2 separate regions of the Arachis hypogaea genome follow, and region 2 is linked to region 1. Evidence: chromatin contacts called from public Hi-C data. All regions are on one chromosome and are shown on one strand. Each heading gives the region's core, a stretch centred on a gene start, on an enhancer-like site or on the middle of the called end of the contact. The rest is flanking DNA. Distances are from core to core; before and after follow the strand shown.

Region 1 (4,478 bases), core at 645-3,144:
ACTAATTAAAAATAGATCCGATATTTGAAAAGTTAGTTACCACGTACCAGGACGTAAATATCAAAAGGGTGGATGAGAGCGTATATTGTCCAGCACACTCCATTGAGGAAGTTAGTTAGAGATAGCCAAAACGGCATATATTCCACACTCTTCGTTTTTATAACCTTTGCCTTGTCAATAATTTAAAAATATACCGAAACTAATGTCAGTTTTGGATGACATAATAAACTTTTGTGGATACAGTTATAGAGTAAAAAAAAAACTTAATACATGTAAATACAGTTATAGAGTTTTTTTTGGTGACTAAATACAGTTATAGAGTTATAGAGTACAAAAAAACAAATACATATAAATAAACTTAATAAATATTTTAAAATAAATAATATTTTTTAACTAATAAAAAATATTTTACATTAAATTTAATTGATTTTAAATTTAAAAATAAATATTTAAAATATTCTAAATAATCCAATTTAAAATCTTAAATTGGACATTATAATTTTAAATAAGATTTATTCAAAACGACTAAATTTTAAATTAATTTGAATTAAAGAAAACCTTATCTAACTGTATCCAATACAAATCCTAAGCGTATGGGTTTAAATAAGAATTAAAAATTATGCAAACATATGGGATAATTAGGAATTAAAAATTGAAAACTTACCATGATCGTAAGAGGAGAGACATACATCATGATATTAAATATATCACACAGTACACCAACCACTAACGATCTTTTGTGAGTGCCATGTAGTACCAGCAACGTTATAAGAGCAACAGCGGCAAAGAACAAAGCCTCTAATCCCAGAAGGAGTAGTACCTTCCTCTGAAATTATTATTAGACAATATAATTAATAAGAATAGCTAGATTAACATAATCTACACGATTCAAACTTATAGAAATTAAAATAAAATATTAAAAAAATTAGAAGAAGCATCCATATACAGACCCGTCCTTTGTTAGTGGCATAAATGTAAAAAATGGTGAGATAGACGAACTCGAAGACAAGGCCAACGCCATTGATGGTAACCACAAGAAAACTGTGAGGGTGCACGAAAGGAAGCCCATAAAACACCCAAAACGCACAGTTTAAAACCGTTGCTATATATGGATCGGGTTTGAACTCTTCCACGGACTTTTTCTTTATTATCCGATAGAATGTTGGTCTGAAAGAAACATTCATTCAAATAAACAAACAAAAAAATTTAAAATTGAATATTCTGATAGGCAAAAAGTAAGAAAAAAAGTTATTGATAACCTGATTAGCTATTTAAATGTTGGATTAGATAATGAAACTTTAATTATTACTTGTTTATATCACACGGGTTCGACTTTTTCTTTATTTTTTTCATTATTATTATTATTATTCCAAAATAGCATTTTTCAAGTGGAAATTATTAAAAAACTGAAAAAAAAAATCGCAAAATTATATATATCCAAGGTCCCTAGAAAATTTATTTTTCTGATAATGACAGTGCATGAGATTTCGGCAGTCATCATGAAAGTTTTATCGTTATTTTATTTTTTTATTTGTATCATAATTAATCTTTAACAATCAAACATCAAACAATGATGAACAAATAAGCAGAATAACATGATCAATCACACCGAAATTATTGACAAAGAACAAAAAAAAAAAAGACGCAATTATAACAAAAACATATAAATAAAAGTAGATGCTGAGTCTAGAGTTAGTTTACGCTGGTGAGAAAAACAAGCCGAAAGAGATCACATTCCCTGCGCACAGAAGCAATGCAAAAACCTCTCAGAAACTCGCATAAACACGTAAACCTGTGTAAATCTCATTCAATTCTCAACGGAACAAATTAAAGAGAGAAGTATGAACAAACCTATAATGCCGATAACGGTACGAACAAGTGCAGCGCTCACCATCCTCCTTCTTCTTCTTCTTCAATGACACCCAAATAGAGAGAAAGAGTTAAGTAAGCAGAAGAGTGGAGAATTGACAGCTACATGCATCAACAACTGCTATATATATATATAGATAGATAGATAGATAGAATATAAAATCTTTTTGGATAACTAATAGAAAAAACAAAAAAGATAAGTTAGTTAATTATCTTCTGATCTATTTCAAATTTGAATTAGATTCAATCTAAACTACCTATTTTTTCTGGGGACAATTTTACTAATTTTAGTATTGTGAATTTAATTTTAATATAATGTAAAATAATTTTATATATATATCTACGTAATAGTTATCTAAAAAAATAAATATAATTGTATTGTATAAAATATTTTATACGATCATGCATCAAAATTAAACTTTTTTTTATAATAGATAAATTTAATTAATATTTTTAATAGTTAAAGGAAGTGATATTTTCAAAAGATTTTAAATAATTTAATTTAATTTACTAAGGGTGTATACAGTGTACACTATACATTGAGCAATAGAAACAGATCGAGTCCAATGAACTAGTCTAATGAACTAGTCTAAAAAATTATAAGCCCAACAAAATAAGATGAAAAAAAAAATTAAACTACTATTTTTAGTCATAAAAATTAAAAATAATAATAAATTTAATTAACAAAATGAACAAAACTAATTTTGTTGGTACGAATTTCGTTCATTTATAATAGATTTACCGATATTCTGAAATTTGATAAATAAACATTATTTTATTTGAATTAATCCAATATAATTGGTTGTTAACATATATAAATTAAAATTGAAAAGTAAAATAATTTTGTCCTCATATTTAAAAAATAAGTTTTGAAATGTTGTTTCAAATGTCGAAATGGATTTTTGTCAAACTAATTTGAAATATATAATTTGTAGAACTTTAATCATTTTTAACTTGAGAGATAAAATTATTTTATCCATACCAAAAAATCTAAAATCCTATCCAATTAATACGTTGAATATTGGATTTGATTTTATCACATTTTTCATTGCAATCTGAATTTTATAATAACTATGCCTTGAATTTATAAAGTAAATTCTTAACTTAAAATTCACTTTCCATTTAGTGTAAATTTGATATCCAATGATAGTTGTTGCCCTTTCACATGTATTTTAATCATTTTACAATTTATTTGAATCTCTTTATTAAACTCCAAATAGTGGAGAGCGTACATATATTTAGGGTAAAAGACAAATATATTTGGATGATGCCTAACAAAAAGATGGAAGGCTCAATTTAGTTTATTATTGTATCGTTTAAGTATTAATTTGAGATGTTTAATTTTTGGAAACTCAAATTAATTAGAGGTGAATGCGGATTAGATATGACCAAAATTTTGATCCGATTTACACTAAAATTATCGGATCGGATTCAATATCCGCAGTTTTTAAGTTTGGATCCGATCCGATCCACACATTTGCGGATCAGATCGAATTGAATATCGGATATATTTACAAAACACAAAAATATTTTTATTAAAAAATATCAATAAAATTTATTTTTTCTATTCTTTTAAATATGTTTACTCTTAAAATAATATTAAACATATTTTTTTAAATAATAAATTAAAATAATACAACATATATGATAATTATTAGTTAAAATAAAACATAAAAAGAATATTTACTTATTTATTTCTTTATTTTTACATATACTTACATAAAATTCGCAATCCGATCCTATTAGTATGCGGATCGAATCCATATCTACAATTTTCAGATCGAATTCGGATAAACACTGCGAATATGCCGATTGGATCCGATCTATGAATACCCCTAAAATTAATGCACAAGTGATTATTTATGAACTACTTTAACTATTTACTTCTCTCCATTTTGGCAAAGCATATAAATAGTTACTTTTACTTCTATCAATTATGCTATTCAGAGTTTAGATTTTTTTTTTTCCCCTCACCCCTTGAATTCTAGCAAGAAAATAGAATTTACCTACCTTAGGAAAATGACATGATATGCAAGGTATCATTAGTTTATGCTATTAATAGCTTTAATAGGTTCCATGATAGAACTTAAAGTATTTGAATTCTACTTCAACCTTGATAGATAGAGAACTAGAGAAGCTATACATGTTATTGAGATTATGTTTTTGTTTTTAGACTGCATAATTTCCATAATTGATTATGCTTTGAAAACAAATTCAACTAGAAGGGTAAAAACGATATAACTTCAACTTTCAATTTTGCCGGAATGAATTCTCAAAAGCAGAATTAAATTAATTAAGCTTTGTTGCGGATGCAGATGGACAAGGCTGCATTACTAGGGAGTGTAGTAGATCATGTGAAGGATCTAAAGCTAAAAGCGATGGATGTGAGCAAAAACATCACAATTCCAAGTGAAACTCATGAAGTAACAATAGAGTGTGACCCTGATCATCAAGATGAAAGCTATGCTAAAGTGAAGATACTGAAGCACAACATTGTAATTTCAGTTTGCTGTGATGATAGACCAGAACTTTTCAGTGAACTCATTCAAGTGCTAAAAGGGTTGAGGCTCACAGCAATTAAAGCTGATATAGCGGTGTTGGTGGCAGAA
Region 2 (4,478 bases), core at 1,413-3,912, 140 kb before region 1:
TTTAATTAATTATAATTTAATATAATTATTTATTTTTAAAATAACTTGTCACATGGCAAGTTATTATTGACTATTCAAAACTCTTTTAAATTGAAGCTCTTTTCTCTCGATATTTGTATTGAGGGGCACGGAGTCGGTGTGCCGAAGATGTTTGGCTGACCAGTGCGCATAGCACTTATCTTCGGCTGACCGGTGCGCCTGGTGATGATGGCCGTTGGATCTTTTTTGTTTTTCAATCCAACGGTAGAGATCACTTTGTTGCTTCCTTCCTTTGATTGGATAGTCAATGCCTTTTGTTGCTTTTGTGTTAGAGGGGCTATTTTACAAAATTTACTTTATTCCTGGTTATTTTTGTTAGATCTAAAAACTATCTGGGTTTATGTAGAATTAGTTAATGATGTTTTGAGATAAAACTAATTGCAGCTAATGATTATGTATTACGTTAAATCAGAGGCGATCGATTTGGGCTGGGAAGGAAGGAGATGTGTCGTGGACGTCGTTTGATGCATACAAGAATTAAGTTGCAGGGAGTTTTCCCCTGCGGAATCACAGTGCAAAGTTGCCTATTCTCTGAATGGCGCATCTGCCGCAACTCATTCGTTCGAAGGATGATGAGACGTTAGTGTCATCGCCGGAACGGGATTCAATCGCCATTTGATAACAAGGAGTGTTTTTCGGGTAGATGTATGGCTTTGCCGGAGATGAACAACAACGAAGGATTGAAGCGGCGTGGAGATGGTGGACGAGAGACTGACGAAGGAGAGGCATAAGGTATTCCGGGTCAGGCGGGTCATGTTGGAACACAGTTGGGTTGAACTTGGTTGCATCCTGATGGGCCTGTATAGTATCATTTTTTTATATGGAGTTGCATGTTTTTTCTGAAACGAATGTTGGGCTCAAGTGTTCGTTTATTAATAATGTTGTTTAAACTAGATCAATGGTTTAGTATGGTCCTTTTTACTATACCAAAAAAAAACCTCACATGACTGAACAAAGAAGAGAAAAACCAAAATAGTTATTGTATGTATAATTAGTTGTTAAACAATTTAATAGCAGTATTGAATTTTTGTAGGATATAATAATTAAAATACTCTGTAAAACCAACTTAGCTGATTAATGTAAGATTTTGTCATAGGTGCAATAATAATTGACGATGGTGTATAAAGTGAATAGAAACGTTGAATAATGAAGATGCATATATGTTCCAATTGAACACAGGATTATATTCGTACAATATAATTGGTTGAGAGTTTGAATACTTGTCCTTTAAAAAATAGAATTTCCATTCATTTTTTAAAGAGTTTTGATTATTTAATTGCACTAATTGTTTTATTATAACCTGAGAAAGAAGTACTTTGATTTTGTTTAAATCAGTGCCTTCGTATTCTTTGTTCATCCAAGCAATCTAATTGGAAAGATGTTTATCTTCTATAATTTGACATAATATTAGTATATGCTAAAAATGATACTATGTTTACATTCCTTTATTTTATTATCTAGTATAAAATGATGGTATGTGCCCTTAAAAGATATATAACTTTTGTTTGAAGGAACCCGTAAACATTCTTGACAATCAAACGCGCTTCTTGTGGTGTAATACCAATTTGCAAGAAAGGATAAATCGATAAACAGGTCTTTGATAACGCACATATAAATAGTTGCCGAAATGTTCTGAAATCATGATTTGAAAATGGCATTTGGCACCAACGCAATGTAAATCCCTAATTTTGTGTCAACCGCCCACATGACTTTAGACGTGTGTTTTAATATGGTTGATTTATAAGTAGAGGGTCTGAGTCATGAGTAATTTAAAACAATTCCAGATAAACAAACATTAAGAACAAACCGATGAAAGTAGATATAATTATATTAACCGAGTTTTAAGTAGCATTACAGAAGATCAAAAGGGAAACAAAACAAACAAAGCAAATAAAACATTCGTACAGGCCTCAACGGAAAACAACATGACATAAAGATATCAAACATGTGTAGCATGTCAAACACCCCTGACCCCGTCTTTATTCTGCCCGGCTAGCTCCTAATCGTTGGAGTTGTGTGTCGTCTGCGGCGCTTCACGACCAGCCTGACGGAGCAAGAACTTTGGATTGTTATCCAAAACGTCGAGCCTGCGTTCCAGGTCACGCCACGGTGGCACCTCATGCTGTTCCCGTCGACGAAGCTTGGCGATTTCTACCATCATTTTGTTTGCTTTGTCATCCATTTGGCAAATGGTCATTTCATTCTTTTGCCGCGCCATGTGCAATATCGTTTCCAGGCATCGTCGTGCCTTTTCTTCTTCCTCCAGTTCATCCTCCTTTGCCTTTAACCTGACCTTGGCGGTAAACCTTTGCGCCCTCGCCTGTCTGAGTTCTTCTTCAGTCATTTCAAGTCTAGCCTTCAAAATCTTCTCCCTTTTGACCAGTGTAGCCTCAACGAGGTCACAATCTGCGCACTTTTCATCTTTACGGATGATGTCGATCAGAGCGGCAATTGACAGCTCTGCGAAGTCGTCGGGACTAATGGTGTGGTTCGTGACGAATTCCTGCGACATTTTCTTAGAAGAAGACGGCGACATATGGCCAACGACGAGGACCCTTCAAGCAACAATTTTTCTTCCGGCGACGACGGTTCTCCTCTGGATGGGTCGTTCTTAGGCATGCGATGTGGAATCTTCCTTTTGAGGTAAGTTTGAGAGTGCGTAGTGTACGCCGTGAGATGAGATGGGTGTGGCAGTCTAGCAGAAGTTGGAGAGTAGAGGAGGGTAGTAGAAAGAAGGAGAAGGAGATGGAGAGGCAGAGAAGTTATATATATATATATAAAAGGGATATTTTTTACATTTCCTATGCATTAATTATTTGACTGTGTGTTACTTGTGTAAAGTGAAAAGTTGTTTCGTATTCTTTTTTTGTACTTAGCTTGTTTTAAATTTTTTATCGAACATTTAAGTTTTTTAAAAAATAAATTAATCACTTTTAACATGTTTAAATATTGTACTTCTTTTATTTTTGGAAAAATAAAAGATTAAATTAAATTTTTCGGCAAAAAAATAAGAGATAACAGTTATTCAATGAGTAATTAAATTAAACAATTAAATTAAGAAGAATAGAACCCTAAAGTCGATTAAACCATTCAATACATGAACAGTTAGTATTAAATTATTGCTTTGTAAAATCAAAGCATTTAAATAGGATAGCACAGTTATTATTAAATTAAATTAAATTAAATTAACTACTCAACTAGTTAATAATAACGATCATTTCTCCTCTATCAATTAACTGGTCTTATCCTGAACAATCGGTAAAGAAACGTACGAGGCACTGAACCATAATTTGAAATGACAGTATATAATAACATTAAAAAGGATATAGTAGGAACACAAAACGCGTTGGTGGTCCTCTATCCTCTTGATATTTTCCAAGCCCCCTCCCTCTAAAAGTGTTGGAAATGGCTGGAACATCCAAGAAGAACAGAAAGAAAAGGAACGTAGTCATTGCGTACAAATGTTTGAGTAATATTCTTCCTCGCGATATATGGGTGAGGATTGCCATGAAGGTTGCATCAAATTCGATTAAGGATTTGTTCAACATGTAGGCGACTTACAAGGTGTTTTTGGGTGCAGCGAGGTCCGGCGCTGTTTATAAGTACGCGTCGATGTTGGAGTTACCGATTGCGTCCTTTTTATATTACTATGACAATCCAGAAAAGAGTTTCCTAGATTGTTGCACGGAAACAGGAAATCCGGCTGCTCTACTCCGGGTAGGGATGATTGATTTCATCTGGAGTGGCCACTGCATCGGTGGAATGGACACCTTGACTATGGCTGCAACGGGTGGCGATGTTGAAGCCTATTACTTGTGTGCGATGCTGCTACTGTCTCATGGCAAGGAAGATGAAGGGAACATGCGAAGGGAACTTGAATTTTTTGAAACTGTACGTGCTTCTAGGGTGGTCAAAAGGTGCAAAGAGGTCTTCAGGTAGGTATTTGAGCCTCGGTAGGTGGAGGTTAAACCGTCAAATCCTGGACAGTCCGAGGTTTGTCAGTCTACCAGTTGCCCTACTCGAGGCACCATAGGTGTTGTGGAAGATTTGTCCTGTGTTTCGTGTGTGCAATGCATGGTGGATTATGAGGTGCAGGGGTTCTTGGAATCGTTTGTATTCGAATGAAAATATCTATTTTGTGATTTGTGTTGTTCAAGCTTGTTGTTTATGCTTTTCGTATATGATATTACAGTATGTAGCATTATCTCCTCTTTTGTTAAGAATTTATGCATGGTGATCCTCATATGGAATATATTTTTATTATGTTTTTGTTTTTGTGCGTGGATAAATCTAAGTTTGATCTGGTATGAAAGATTTGTTGGATGATGATATAACATTAAGTCTGCGCCTATACACAAATTATTACAATTCGTGGGGAAGGCAAACGGCACATGTGAAATGATCCATTATTACTATGCTTTAAAGATGCACAGATGCAT

The links. A called contact is a pair of places that touch in the nucleus more often than the background predicts.
Region 2: a contact with region 1 is called in a Hi-C map of leaf, with 3 times the contacts expected there. The contact joins the promoter of LOC140179339 here to the promoter of LOC112747164 in region 1. A contact is called at or near these places in 2 of 8 Hi-C or Micro-C datasets (both in leaf).

Annotation. Positions count from the first base shown.
Region 1 is chr15:134,591,062-134,595,539 of arahy.Tifrunner.gnm2.J5K5, reverse strand. It overlaps LOC112747164 (bidirectional sugar transporter SWEET6b-like), which reads right to left and starts at 1,894. Exons shown (of 6, transcript XM_025795162.3): 1 at 1,852-1,894; 2 at 1,702-1,738; 3 at 951-1,167; 4 at 665-826; 5 at 48-170. The coding sequence starts at 1,894. It also overlaps the pseudogene LOC112747163.
Region 2 is chr15:134,728,257-134,732,734 of arahy.Tifrunner.gnm2.J5K5, reverse strand. It overlaps LOC140179339, which reads left to right and starts at 2,662. Exons shown (of 2, transcript XM_072218096.1): 1 at 2,662-2,682; 2 at 3,592-3,978. The coding sequence starts at 2,662. The coding sequence ends at 3,978.